3 separate regions of the Sus scrofa genome follow, and all the other regions are linked to region 1. A link is a contact called in public HiChIP or PLAC-seq data. All regions are on one chromosome and are shown on one strand. The core of a region is the stretch at or near the end of the contact, and the rest is flanking DNA. Distances in the headings are between cores, read along the strand shown.

Evidence for each region. HiChIP or PLAC-seq counts read pairs in DNA pulled down with a chosen protein or histone mark.
Region 2: an H3K27ac HiChIP or PLAC-seq map of alveolar macrophages shows a contact between it and region 1. The contact joins the enhancer-like site here to the promoter of ACTN1 in region 1. A contact is called at or near these places in 1 of 5 promoter capture datasets (liver), 14 of 47 Hi-C or Micro-C datasets (alveolar macrophages, blood, fetal liver and 5 more) and 2 of 2 datasets of contacts at active chromatin or transcription factors (alveolar macrophages and skeletal muscle).
Region 3: an H3K27ac HiChIP or PLAC-seq map of alveolar macrophages shows a contact between it and region 1. The contact joins the enhancer-like site here to the promoter of ACTN1 in region 1. A contact is called at or near these places in 1 of 5 promoter capture datasets (liver), 16 of 47 Hi-C or Micro-C datasets (alveolar macrophages, embryonic fibroblasts, fetal heart ventricle and 9 more) and 2 of 2 datasets of contacts at active chromatin or transcription factors (alveolar macrophages and skeletal muscle).

The regions. Positions count from the first base shown.
Region 1 is chr7:92,642,620-92,646,948 of Sscrofa11.1, forward strand. ACTN1 (actinin, alpha 1) reads right to left here and starts at 2,223. Exons shown (of 21, transcript NM_001243061.1): 1 at 1,844-2,223. The coding sequence starts at 1,948.
Region 2 is chr7:92,571,512-92,575,793 of Sscrofa11.1, forward strand. It overlaps ACTN1 (actinin, alpha 1), which reads right to left. Exons shown (of 21, transcript NM_001243061.1): 4 at 3,185-3,271; 5 at 1,129-1,216; 6 at 528-606. Among named protein-coding and RNA genes, the nearest start is that of ACTN1, 71 kb to the right of the region's middle. Within about 2 kb of position 2,855, at least 3 of the 83 cell types and tissues checked have an H3K27ac peak or open chromatin away from gene starts, as enhancers often do. A contact at or near this core is called in alveolar macrophages, where this site is marked.
Region 3 is chr7:92,751,624-92,756,098 of Sscrofa11.1, forward strand. The region is part of intron 6 of DCAF5 (DDB1- and CUL4-associated factor 5); the gene reads right to left. Among named protein-coding and RNA genes, the nearest start is that of DCAF5, 59 kb to the right of the region's middle. Within about 2 kb of position 2,443, at least 22 of the 83 cell types and tissues checked have an H3K27ac peak or open chromatin away from gene starts, as enhancers often do. A contact at or near this core is called in alveolar macrophages, liver and subcutaneous adipose tissue, where this site is marked.

The DNA of each region.
Region 1 (4,329 bases), core at 973-3,472:
TGTCACTCCTGCCCCACCAGGCACACAGTAAGTGCTAGGCAAACAGGAATTTCTCCTCTTCTACTCCCCATGGAAGATGCCAAGACAGCCCACCACACTCTAATTCCAGCCCTCCTGTCCAACTTAAAATTTATTCTCAAGCAGGCTGCAACTTGAGAAGGAAAAAAAGAGCCCTGCCTTGCCCCCATGGAAATCTCCAAATTACTCATTTTATTCTCAACTCCACCAACACCCCAAGTGACCCAGGAGATAAACCAGGTGAGGGAGGGACTCCCCTCTCCCCCAGCTCTCCCTAAGGGGAGACAGGAAGAGGGGGAAGTGTTTTTAAGCAACTGCCACAAAGCAAAGAAGCCATCCGCTTCAAAGCCCCGGGAACCTTCAGATGCGGCTGCAAGAGGGCTGGGCTCAGCAGAAGCCAAGACCCTGGGGCTCAGGTCCCAGGCTTTAGGAAGCCCTTTGTGCTTGTGTTTTAAATTACCTCTGCTTGTCTGATGAAGTGAGTAAAAGGGCGCTGTTTCAGGACTTAGGATTCCTGAGTGAGCTAATACAGGATGCCTTTGGCTGAAAAAAAAACTTCAGTCGGCTCCCTAAACTCCCCCCCTTTTAAGTTTAAAAAGGGGAATGAATGTTACCATTTTTGGACATGAGCGTTCTCCCTCAAGCCCAGCCCTAACCGCACTATCCAGAGGGACGCGCCATCCTGTCCCCCCCCACCCCCATTCCCAGATCAGCAGAAGGGTGGAGGGGGGCGGGGTAAGGAGGGACCGGATGGGAGCGGGCAGCGGGGGAGGAGGGGGAGAGGGGGTGTTCAGGGTACGTGGCCGCCTGGGGCAAGAGCTCACCGCGCAGGCAGGAAGCAGAGGCAGGATTGGGGCGCCCTCCCCCAACAAGAGTGGTTTCTGACCTCTTCCTGCCACCGGCCACTGTGCCCGAGTCCCAGTGCCAGCTCCGAGCCCAGGCCCGTGGCGGAGCGCGCACCCGGCGCCTGGGACTCGCCTCGGTGGCTTAAGCATGGAGCCTTAATGACTAACCCCAAATATCCCCGGAGACAATGCCTTGCCCTGGAGCCCCTCAACTCGGATCAAGTTGCCCAAATTCTCCTTCTCCCAGGAATGAGCGGGGGTCGGAGCGGCAGAAGGCAGACGCAAGCCCATCTCCGCTCGCAGCTACCAACCACGGAGTTAAGCAATAAAACGGTTTGCCGTCCGGACCCCGCCCCCACAGGGCCTGCTGGGGAGCTCGCGTCGCCCCGGGTTCTCTCGGCCGCAACCCCACTCCAGCAGGTCCACCTCCAGGCAGCCCCGGAGGAGGCTGCCAATCCCTCCAGTGCCCGCTCTCTCCTCGGCCTGGGGGCTGGGGCTGGGAGAACCCGTGCAGCTTGTCCCCTCCGGGTACCAAGCCCAGAGCGGCCCAGGAACCACGCTGCCACCGCACGCCATATGGAAAGGCGGTCAGGGGCGGAGAAGGGAAGGGAAAATCGATCCGGAGCTAGCAGCCAGCCGGGGGCTTAGCCCCCAGCCTCCCGAGCACCGCCCCAGCGACCTGCCCACGCAGGGCTGGTGCGGCTGCAGCGGGGTGGCCTGGTTCACTCGCCCAAAGGCGACCTGCCCGCCGGCAACCCCACCTCCCCGCGCTCGGCCTCGGCGTTCGCGGGCTCTGGAGCCCGGGCGCTCCCCCTTCCGCCCCGCGCCTGTAACCCAATACCCTTCCTCACTGCAGCCGCTCATCCCCCGCCCCCGCTCGAGCGCGCCTGGAACTGGTTCGCAGCCGGGTGCGAGCCCGGCAGACAGAGGTGCCCGGGGCGGGGGGCGGGGAGCTGCGGGGGGCCAGGGTGGTTGCTGACCTTTCTCTGCTGCTTCTCCCAGGCTGGGTCCAGGAGCAGATCTCGATCCCAGTCCTCTTCGGGCTGCATGTAGTCGTTGGTTTGCTGGGAATCATAATGGTCCATGGTGGTGCGCGCGTGCTAGGGGCTGGATTTCTTCCTCCACCTTCTCTCCCGGCGGCGGCTGCTGCGGCTGCTGCCCCGCGTGGGGAGGTAGTTGGGCTGGGCTGGGCTGGGCTGGCGGGGCCGAGCTAGCTCCCCTGCGCCCAGTTCCGCCGCTGCGCTGCTCGCAAAGGCTGCTGCTGGGAGCGGCGCCGGCGGCTCGAGCTCGCGGACTGGCTGCCTCGCTCCGGCGCTCGGACCTAATCTCCACGCACACTGAGCGAGGCGGACACACTCTCGCTGCGGGAGCCAAGGCGGGCGGGGGCGAGGGGAAGGGGCAGAGCCCTCCCGAGGTTCTCCATTGGCCAGGCCGAGTTGCCCAAACTTCCCCCCATCGCCTCTCATTGGGAATTCCTGGCATCCGTCAGCAGGGCCCGGCGCATATAGGTGGACTGGGCGGCCCCCTCCCGGCGCGCACGCCCCCGCCCACTCCCCGGGTTCCCACTCCCCCGCGGCTCATGTGACACCAGCTTAAGCTGAACGGGACCGCTGCCGGGGGGGGACGCCTCCCGGAGCTCGGGGACCGAGCGGGAGCCCCAGGAACCGCAGGAGGATTGAACACGCTCCTCACCCGCGGGAAGGCCCGGAACTCCGGCGCGCTGGTGTCCTGCGCTCCCACGCGCGCTCCAAACCCCAGAAGGCCAGGGGCTGGAGAAGGGACGCGGGGAAACCCGAAAAGCATTTCATTTTCTCTTTCTCAGGGTCCAGAGAGGTCGGCACCCAGGGAAGGGGGGCGGGGAATGCCGGAATGGAAAGGAATTTCCTGGGAATTTCCTGATTCTGCCACCCGGCCCCGCCCCACCCGGTGGGATCCAGTAGACCCCTGCCCTCCCAGGGCCGGGTTTCTGGCCGGCCGACGGCCCTCGGAGGCCCCGCAGTTTTGCCGCCTCACGGCGGGGTCCTTTGCGGCCCGCCCTTAGGCTCAGGGACCGCTCTGCGCCGGGGCTTCCCCGGTGGCAGCTACGTCGCACAGGTTCCCGGGAATCCCCTAAGGGTCCCCGCTGGCTGGCACAGCCCGAGCTACCCTCATAGACACGCCTGGGCTGCATCTTCGCAACTCTGAGTGTTCTGCCTACTCCGGACATCCTCAACCCACATCCCTGACAGATGGGGAAACTGAGGTTCAAAGAGTTGAGCTTTACCAGGGATTTATGGAGTTCTCAGGACTCCACAGGCCAACCCTGTAACCTTATACCTGACAAACAAAGCCTTATTGTTATTGGAGGAGGAAGGAGGGCAGCATTGGTGAAACAGGTCTCATTGACTGGTGCCTGCCTGAGCTTCCTTCCTCAGGCCTAGTGAGAAGAAGATCTACACAGCCGGCTCCAGCAGTGACAGACACCAGGAAGAGGCAGGCCTCACACCCTGGTGGGCTCCTCTGAGAAGTCCGGGACTGTAGAACAGTAGCAAGAAGATCTCCAATAGCTTATGCACATGGTAGTACTTCATCTATGGCCCCGCAGGATGGCTGAGTCTACTGCAAAAATGAAAGTATGTCAGTCCAAAGGTGAGTAAAGGAGCTAGAAAGGGCCGTGAATTGAGATACTTGAAAGGCCACAGATTGGAAAGGTGGAGAAAGTGCCCGTGCCTCTCAGGAGAGCCACCAGTGCTGTTGTAAGCAGACATGGGTGCTGCTGTGGCTCCCCCACCATTAGTCAACCTTGCATGTTTATGCAAGTGTCACCGTTCAGCGCTGTGCCTGCCACAAGTCCCTGGCTGAGGAAGCACTGCACCCAAGCCACGGAGACAGCAGATTTATGGACGATTTTATACCCACTTCTAAACTGTGGCTCAAAGCCTGACATAGAGGGTAATGATGGTGCTGTATCCATTCATTCGCTAAATAAATATGTGCTGAGCACCATCCGTGTGTCAGGGGACGTGCTAGATGTTATGTATATAGAAAGGAAAAAGACACACTCCCTGCCCCCATGCAGCCCAGCAGAGACAGACACAAAAATAAAAATACACTGCAAAGAGATATGTAATCCCTCAGCCAGAGGACTGTAGGGCTACAGAGGATGCGCTTTCAACCCAGTATAAGAAAGGAAGCTGCAGGTAAAACTTTTTGGAGGAGGTGAAGTTCAAGTGAGCCTTAAAGAACAAGAGTCAGCCAGACAATGAAGAATGTGGGAGGTTATTCCAGGCAGAAGGAACAGTGTGAGCTAATACATGGGGGCAGGAAACTGCATGGTATAAAAGGAATGCTTAGCATTTCATCATGGCTAGGCTAGAAATTCAAGGCCAGGAGGGTTAAGAGATGGGGCTGGAGAGGCAGCAGCCAGACCTTGAAGGCCTCTCGAGCCCCGGGAAGTATGGATCTGAGGGGAACGAAGCTGGCTGGA
Region 2 (4,282 bases), core at 1,605-4,104, 70 kb before region 1:
CCAAATGCATAAATGAAATCAAGAAGCAGCAGAATCTCCCAGGCAAACTTCAACAAGAAGGGAGCCAATCCATGGTGGGAACCTGCCCGGGACAGCACAGCAAGCCCCGGGCAAGGCTGGGACAGACGCCTCTAGGGATACGCAATATCTTAAATTATGAAAGTAATACATGCACCTTGCGCAAGCCAGGAAAACAGAAGGCGGAAATGCCATTTCGCATCCCATCACTCTCACAAAACTGCTATGGTGGTTCTGATGTTTTTCCTGGCAGGTTGGGCCCATCAGCAAGTGCATACATGCTACACACACACATACTGAAGCAGCCCTCACGGAAGAGGTGTTTTTCTCATACTTCTAAACCGGCTGTCTCCCCACCTAGTCTGAGACCGACGCCGCTCACACCAGGCCGTGGGCTCTCAGAACAGGGGGCCCAGTCCTGGCCTCCCACCCCTCCTCCAAGGGGGACCAGCCGGGTGGGAGCTGCCGGGGGAGGGGACAGCGATGGCGTGTCAGGGGAGCACACGAACCTTCCGCAGCTTCCCATAGTCAATCAGCTCGGGCCGGTGTCGGTGGATCAAGGCACAGAAGCCCAGGCCGTCCTTCCAGCTGCCGGTGTGGGGGGAGAGAGAGAGGGAGGCAGGCTGGTGAGCAGGGGCCGAACACAAGGGGCAAAGCACTAAGCAGGCATCTCCCTTTTTTCCAGACATGCAGACATCAGCCTTTGGAGCAGGAGTTGGGAGAAGATAGGGTGGGACGCCCTGAGCTGAGTCTCTGTGGGGCTGAGACACCTGCCACATCCAACCCTATGCCCCACCGAGGTCTATGGCCTCGTCTGCCCTGCTCTGGAGCCCCAAGCTGCAACTTCTGGGACACTCTCCTAGAGGAGCCCCAAGAGCATCAGGCAAAGAGGAATCAGGAAGTAGCCGGGGGGGGGGGGGGGGTGAGGCTCCTCACCAGGAGGGAGGGGGCGGCAAAGGGTCAGGGACGCTCCCTTCCCAGAAAAGTGACTTCTTCCCCAGGGCCCTCTGTTCTGTTCTAGAGCTGAGACTAACCCACCCAAGGTGGCCGGGGGTCCTTAGGGGAAGCAGCCCAGGTCCTATGGGAGCCCCTCCGTCCCCAGCCACTCACCTTATGTGGAAGTTCTGGATATTGACATTCTTGTAAGGGGCTGTCTTTCTCTGACACCACAAGAGCAGTCCTTCCTTGGCCGAAGTCTCTGTGGGGAAGGGGACGATGGGCAGAGGGATCAGTGGGCAGGCCCGGTGGAAGGAGGGGTGTGGCCTCATGGGAGGCCCCACTGTGACCACAAGGTCTCTGCTTTGTCCCGGAGGGTCCACACAAAGACCCCTAGGTTTCAACCCAGCTGCTACCAAGCTATCCAGTCTATCTCCTTGACGAAGTTTGAGAAGTTATTTGAGAAACACAGAATAAGCTGGGAAGCATTTCGGAACTGGCTATGTTATACATTTAAATACTGAGAAAATGATCTTTCAAACTTCCAAAATATCTCCCCTTCACTCCTTTTTATTCAAAGAAATGGCAACAATACAAAATATATCGGCAACTGATGTCAGGTGGCCACTCTGAGGAGGAAGGTTTGATTGGTCTGTGAAATTTAAAATCCAGGAATCTTCAGGTAGGGGCAAAGGGGCCTTTGTGAAATGCACATAGCCATGTAAGGAGAAAGCATTGGGACCCATAGTAGAATTTAGTGTTCGTCTCAAAAAAATAAGGTTTCTTTATATAGAATGCATGGATCAACATGACACATGTTGCTGTGTGTATAAAGCAGACATGGGTCTGTAAGGTAAGGCAGGTGGGTATCTGAGGGGACTCCAAGAGCTCCCAGAGCAGGAGGGCTTCAAACCACACCGCCCCCATGTGTTCATGTCTGTCAATTGCAGGTTATGGTACCCAGTGAAGTGGGTTTGTAGATAATCTCATTTACTTTCATTTACAACATGGACTTTAAAAATGATGTTAAACAATTCCTGAGAAGATAATTTAATCATTCAAGCACAGGAAGACTGTTTTTAAAAAATCAGCAAAGCTAATTCTTCTGCTCTTAGTTCAAGCTCTTTGTCAGTTACAATATTAAAACCGTAACAGCTTAATCAGAGTTGACAAGAAGTCTACTCCAAAGAACAAACCCATCAAGAAAGTTATTTGAAAAACAGATTTTTATCTATTATCACTAACATGAACCATGCCCTATGTGACAACTGTGGGTATCTTTTTACCACTTCAGCCCTAAATACCAGGTATCTATAAACCAAACTTAGACCTTCAAGTCACTGTATCACCAAGCGTCAAACCAAAAGTTCCACAGCAAAGCAATCTAATCCACTGTTCTCATTAAAAATTATTCTGAGGAAAGATCTTTTTAGGATTTGATTTCCAGGCCATTAAAATCAACAAAAATGTTTTAAAAATACCTCCATCTCATCTTTTAAAAATTTGTTTTGGTATGTGTATTTTATACCATGCATTGCAATACGTGAATATAATTTATTACAAAATAAACACATATTCTGAGCTAAAGCTCAAAACTGCTGGAGTGTGAAATCAAAAGTTTAGACAGCAACGAGATCTTGCTGTCTAGCACTGAGAACCATATCTAGTCACTTACGATGGAGCATGATGGAAGTAATGTGAGAAAAAGAATTTATACATGTATGTGTGACTGGGTCACGTTGCTGTACAGTAGAAAACTGAGAGAACACTGTAAACCAGCTCTAATGGAAAAAATAAAAATCATTAAAAAAAAAGTTTAGAGAGATCACTGCCCCAACTGTTGGTGGTCCCTTGCACATCTGCAAAGTGGCCACCAGAGGGTGCTGTGGGAGCAAAGGGGAGGACCAGGGGTCAGCTTGCTCTCCCATCAATCCCCCTACTCTGTCAAATTTAACAACCTAAAAGCCAGCTGGGGTGTTTCCCCACAACAACCTTCAGCCTCCTTACAGTGAGGGGTTTCCCTGGGGCCAACACACCTGAGACCAGCACCCCAAACAGTTCTTACTTCTCTGTAGACTAGGAGAGACTAAGAGAGAGAGGACAGAGGCCAGCAATGGGAAAGCAGCTCAGGCTGTGGCCTGTGACCAAGGGGCCCTGTTGCCCCAGGGTCTGGGGGAAAGACGTGACGGTGAAAGCTCAGGAGAGGCAAAGAACAGAGCAGAAGACCTACCTTCCACGGAGATGTCCTGGATGGCAAAGCGGAGGATGATGGTCCAGATCATGCCCAGGGTCATTTTCACGTTCCCATCCACGATTTCTATGGCAACAGCAGCAGGACACATCAGGATGGGTCTCAGCAATTCCCTGAACACCCAACATCACTCCAACACCCAAGGTCGCCCCAACACCCAAGGTCACTCCATGCACCACATAGGAAATCAAAGATCACACACTCCCCTCCTCTACAGGGAAGTCTAAAAACTGGTGCCATCATATGCACTGGTGCCAGGAGGGAAGACTACTTGGGGGTGTCTTGGGGGCACTAGGAGAGTGTGATCGCTTCAACTGGATGCAACAGGAAAGGCAACAGAGAAGGGGGTGTCTTAAACCCTGGTGGTGCCCCTCAGCCTAACGGAGAAGAGGGAGAGGATTTCTACACCATCACAAATGTCCAGGCACCTCTGTACAAATGCAGCTTTCAAAACAGTCAACCGCACCTGGAAAGCCAGGGCAGGCAACACACAGAAAAAGATTTGTACACTACCATCTGGAAGGAGCCACTAATTCACAACTCATCCTTATGGTGCCATTAGTTGGGCTTTTTGAATTACTATTATTCAAAGAACAGCTTCAACACTCGACTTCTTTCCATTTATCTACTGGTTTCTGAATGCCACGACTTACTGTTCCCTCCTAAGTAAGTCACCTGGCTTCTCTAAGCCTTAGCATCCTCATTTATAAATTGGGGTGAACTTATAAAGTGGGGTTGCTTGCTCTATGTAAGGTCCAATGAGATAATGTATGCAAAACTCTTTGCAAATGAAAAAGCACTTTTCTGTAAAAGGAGTTAAAGAGATGAAAGGATAAAGCTGAGCCAGAGCCTTATAAAACAAAACAAAACAGAAAAAAAAAACAAAAACAAAGAGCTTCAAGATCACAACTAAGAGATAGCCCACTAAATTCAATCTAAGCAGCACTTTTTAGACTTTTTTTTAAATGCCAAGGGGGTCGGGGGAGGGAGTGGGATGAACCTGGAGTTTGGGGCTAGCAGATGCAAACTATGACATTTAGAATGGACAAGCAATGAGGTCCTGCTGTATAGCACCGG
Region 3 (4,475 bases), core at 1,193-3,692, 110 kb after region 1:
TGGCCTTGCTCAGTGGGCTAAGGATCCGGCGTTGCTGTGAGCTGTGGTGTAGGTTGCAGACAGGGCTCAGATCTGGCGTTGCTGTGGCTCTGGTGTAGGCCGGCGGCTACAGGTCCAATTAGATCCCTTGCCTGGGAACCTCCATATGCCTTGGGGGTGGCCTTAGAAAAGGCAAAAAGACCAAAAAAAAAAAAAAAAAAAGAACAACACACTATTTTACATGTGAAGTTACATGATTTTTGCTTCTTTGAATCATTTGCCATTTCAGTTTCGCTAGGTTCCTGGAATTCTTTGGTTTATTAAAATAACTACCCTTTATAAGTTCTGAGTAGGAAAAAATCTATTAATAAAGAAACATTCCAAAGAAAAGAAAAGAGACTGAAAAAAAAGAAGAACGTTCCATAAAGACACCCAATAATTGTCAAATAATCATTAGGGAAGAAAAATATTTTAAATGCTCTAAATCTCCAACAGCTGCTTGTAACAAAGCAGTCTGGATTACTTAAAGATCAATCTTTGGCAAAATTCTTTTGGAAGTCTAGGTAAGATGAGTGGTCATCAACAAATGGCCTTCAGCAGCCAGTATCTCCTCTACGGGCCTTAGTTTTTGTATGTGGGACTAGGAAGTGGAAAGATGGCATCACTCATTTCAGTCTGCAAATGAGTATTTATATTCTTCATTCAAGCAAAGGTCTCCAATCTTTCACAGAAGGGAATATTACTTCCCTTTACTCTCTCTCTTTTCTTTTTTTGTGGCTATGCCCCCAGTGTGTGGAAGTTCCTGTGCCATGGATCAAACTTGCACCACAGCACAATCTGATCCACTGCACTGTCAATGCCAGGTCCTGAACTTACTGCACCACATGGGAACTCCTCCTCTTCTCTCTTTTTTTAAAGACACCTCCCCAGAAAGAGGTACAGCTACTTAAAGTAAATTCTATAAGGAGAATGGGGCAGGTAGGGTAGGTTATACTGTTCCCATCATTAGTATCTACCATTTCCTAGGGCAGCCCAGCCTCCCAGTCAGGAATTATACATTAAAGGAGAACTGCCACACCATGTCACCAGATCACATCAATTCCATCTGCTCCTAAACCAGCCATTATCTAGCAGGTCTGCATATACTCCAAAACCTCTTAAGCTTTCTAAGTTCTTTATCAGTAAATGAACCAGAATATGGTTTAATCCATGAGTAAAATCTTAACACAGGATTGCTAATACCTGAAACTCCTAGTTTTTAGGAATTCCACAAATGCCTTAATATTACATGCAAAACTATGTACATATGTACATTTTTCTTAAATGAATATTCAAAGATTTTATACTTTCAAAGAGGTTCAGGATTCAAAGAGTTACAAATAAACAAGTTATCTTCATGCTACCTTCGCTTTATAAAAGTCTACTAAAATATTCACCTAAAAAATACATACAACAAGGAATTCCTCTGCCACAGCATTCTGTGTTCCGCTCTCCCTCACTAGCCCGTGGAAAAGACTATCATCACTTTATCTCTATAACACAAGTGGCAGCACACCTACAGGAAAAGGTAGGTACAATCATAGACAAGGGAGTAAGTCTAGTTCTGGTTCTGCTACTGATTAGATCTGCTGTTTCAAACTACTCTAGACCTTAGTTTCACATGGGGATGAAACCTGTCCAACTACACCCAAAGGTTGCTAGGAAGATTAATATGATATGAAACTGCTTTAAAAGCTAAAGGGCTAAATATACATGATATAAAAGACAGACAAGGAGAAGAAGAAAAAGTTAGCCTAAAGACACAGAGCAAGTCAAAGGATGGAACCCAAGAGTTGAATCTCCCTCTATTAAAAGTAGGCCTTTACTTAAGCTGAAGGGGAACATATGGCACGCTAGGCTCCCAAGAGTTTAATCAGGGCTGCATGGAGTTTTTGCTTTTTTTTTTTTTTTTTAAAGCAAAGTTATAACTTTCTAGGGTGCCTCACTGGCCTGGAGCACACTTCCCAGCAAATTCCTGCACCTCTGTTATATTCGTATAATGTCAACACAGAAAGGTTGAGTGGTGATGTAATGTCTGAGGCCAGGCCATGTATTCAAGCCATTCTGTTGCATTCCCAGGGAAGAAGTCAGCTCTTTTCTCCACGGGATGAGATACTATGACTTAATGATCATGACGTTAGGGGCCTTGCCATCTATCAAGTTCAAAAGAAAGGCATGTATAAGTGACCCCAATGTTCAGACACTCCAGGGATCAATCCTTTCAAGAAAACTTTATTATACTTTCTCCTTCCTTCCCCACCCCAGTTTCAGCAAGATACAGGGATTACTAAGCCAGGTATTAGATGAGACTAAAGCAAGAGAAGATTTAAAAATTACCACCTGACCATTTCCAGGCCATACACATACCCATTAGCCTGAAAGACTTACTTCCCAGAAGCCTGAGCTGCTGCTCTGCTGGACTCTCACAATCTAGGGCAAGAGCCATTTAAGGAATTGTGAAAGAAAGGGAACAAAAGCCGGGTGCTGTCTTACAAATGTGTGCCAGAAAAGCTAGCAGGTGGAAAACTGGCCTTCCCTTTTAACCCTGTGAAGAGATTGGCTCACTGAGTAGAGAGCTGAGTATGAAGCTTGGGAGATAGAATGCATCCAGTCAGGCTTCAGGGAGAAAACGAAAAGCAAACAAAAAATCCAAATATGGGAGTTCCCGTCATGGCGCAATAAGCAAACCATGTATTTTTAGCCAAAAGTAGGGAAGACAAGAGACTATACAGGGCTTTGAATGAAAATCTCAAAGAGGGTCTGCCTGGCAGTCATATGAATGTGTCTACCACAGCATCAGGCACACTGTAGATGCTCAGTAATTATCTGCTTTCTTATTTTATAAGACTGGGGGCAGGGATGGAGGGTAAGAGCAGGAACTCAGGAAAGGTTCAGTAGAAAACAGGAAAAAAGAACAGGTCTCCATTCACCTATGAGTTGGTGAAAGACCAAGAAATTAAACATGACAAAAAAACATCCTGATGAAGCACAGAGGTTTGAATCTGGTGGTGCTAGAACAGAATAGGTGTTGTGGTACATAGGTTTCTTTGATCCATACTATGAAGTATGAATTTGCTGTAATATTTAAAATCAGGAAACTTCACATTAAAAAAAAAATCTTTATCTCTGGCTTCCCTTGAAAAAACCCAAAGGCCTTCTTGGCAACAGTGGGCTGAAGCTGAGTCAAAGCTTTACTTTATGGCATTGATTTGGATTTAGAATGGGGTGGCCGCTCCAGCTGGCCACAGGCCCCACTACTCCCTACTTTTTACTTCTAGCACAAAACACCCATTTCTCTGCTTGCCTTGCTTCTGTTGGCATTAGGTTGTGACCTCTTGTAGAATTAAAGGAGTCTCTACTGAAAGCTCAAAACTCTGTATTATAGTCCCACTCAGCTACAAATCTGTATTTGTCTTAACTGTGTACCTAACCTCTCTAAGCCTGTTTTCTCATCTGTAAAAGGAAGGACTGCACAAAAGAATCTCTAATAACTCTATAGTTAGAATTGATTTTCAATAGTGGCAGTGAGCATGGGGAAGTCACGAAGTAGGTTCAGCTGGTTTTATACTTTATCCCAAGCCCAAGTTCTTGAAATTGTAGTTGTATTTGGGGAGCTAATGAATTACCTAGTGAACCTAGGATAATCTGATAAGAAGTATAGGCTCTCTGGCATAATATCTGGTTTGATTTATGTGGACTGAGTAATCTTACTGAAATTACAAGCCAGAAGACCGTCTCAGATAGGTAAGTCACTTACTGCCTTTCTTGACCGTGTTCATTCCTATTATGGAAATTCTCAGATTCTTCTCTACAAAGGTTACTTACCCAGCCTATGACTAAATGAAGAGTTCCAGAGCACAGAGCCCCAAGCTGTGGGCATTCTCAAAGTATACAAGAATAAGCTCAAATATAAAGACCAATATAAGGAAAGGGTAGGCTTTGGAATTTGAAAGCAGATAGAAAGATCCTGTCTGAACCAGTCAAAGAATATACACATCAGTTCAGTTTTGTAGATCATACTGTAATCGTAGCAGCTGCTACTTTAGCCCTGAGTGTGGAAAGTCAGAGTTCATAAATCACCTGGGAGACATGTTCAGGAATGAGACAGTAAGTTTGGCCTCCTGTGTCACACTTAAAAAGGATAAGCTCAGTAGATTAGTTTCACTGAAAACCCATTATTTAATTCATCCTCCTAAAGCTCCCGAGAGTTGAGCAGGAAAAATGGTACTTAACACTCCTGACTTACAGTTAGACATGCCTTGGGCCTGGAAAGCTAAAAACCACAGTGACCAAAATACTCAAGATTCACTTCAACAAATATTTATCATCCTCTCAGTGTGCCAGGTGTTGGAGACAAAACAACAATGAATTAGCTACATTTCTTAGTCCCCAAGGAGTGAAGATAACAGCTAAGCATAAATCCTTATAGTTCCTTTTCCCTAGGTTATATACTTCTG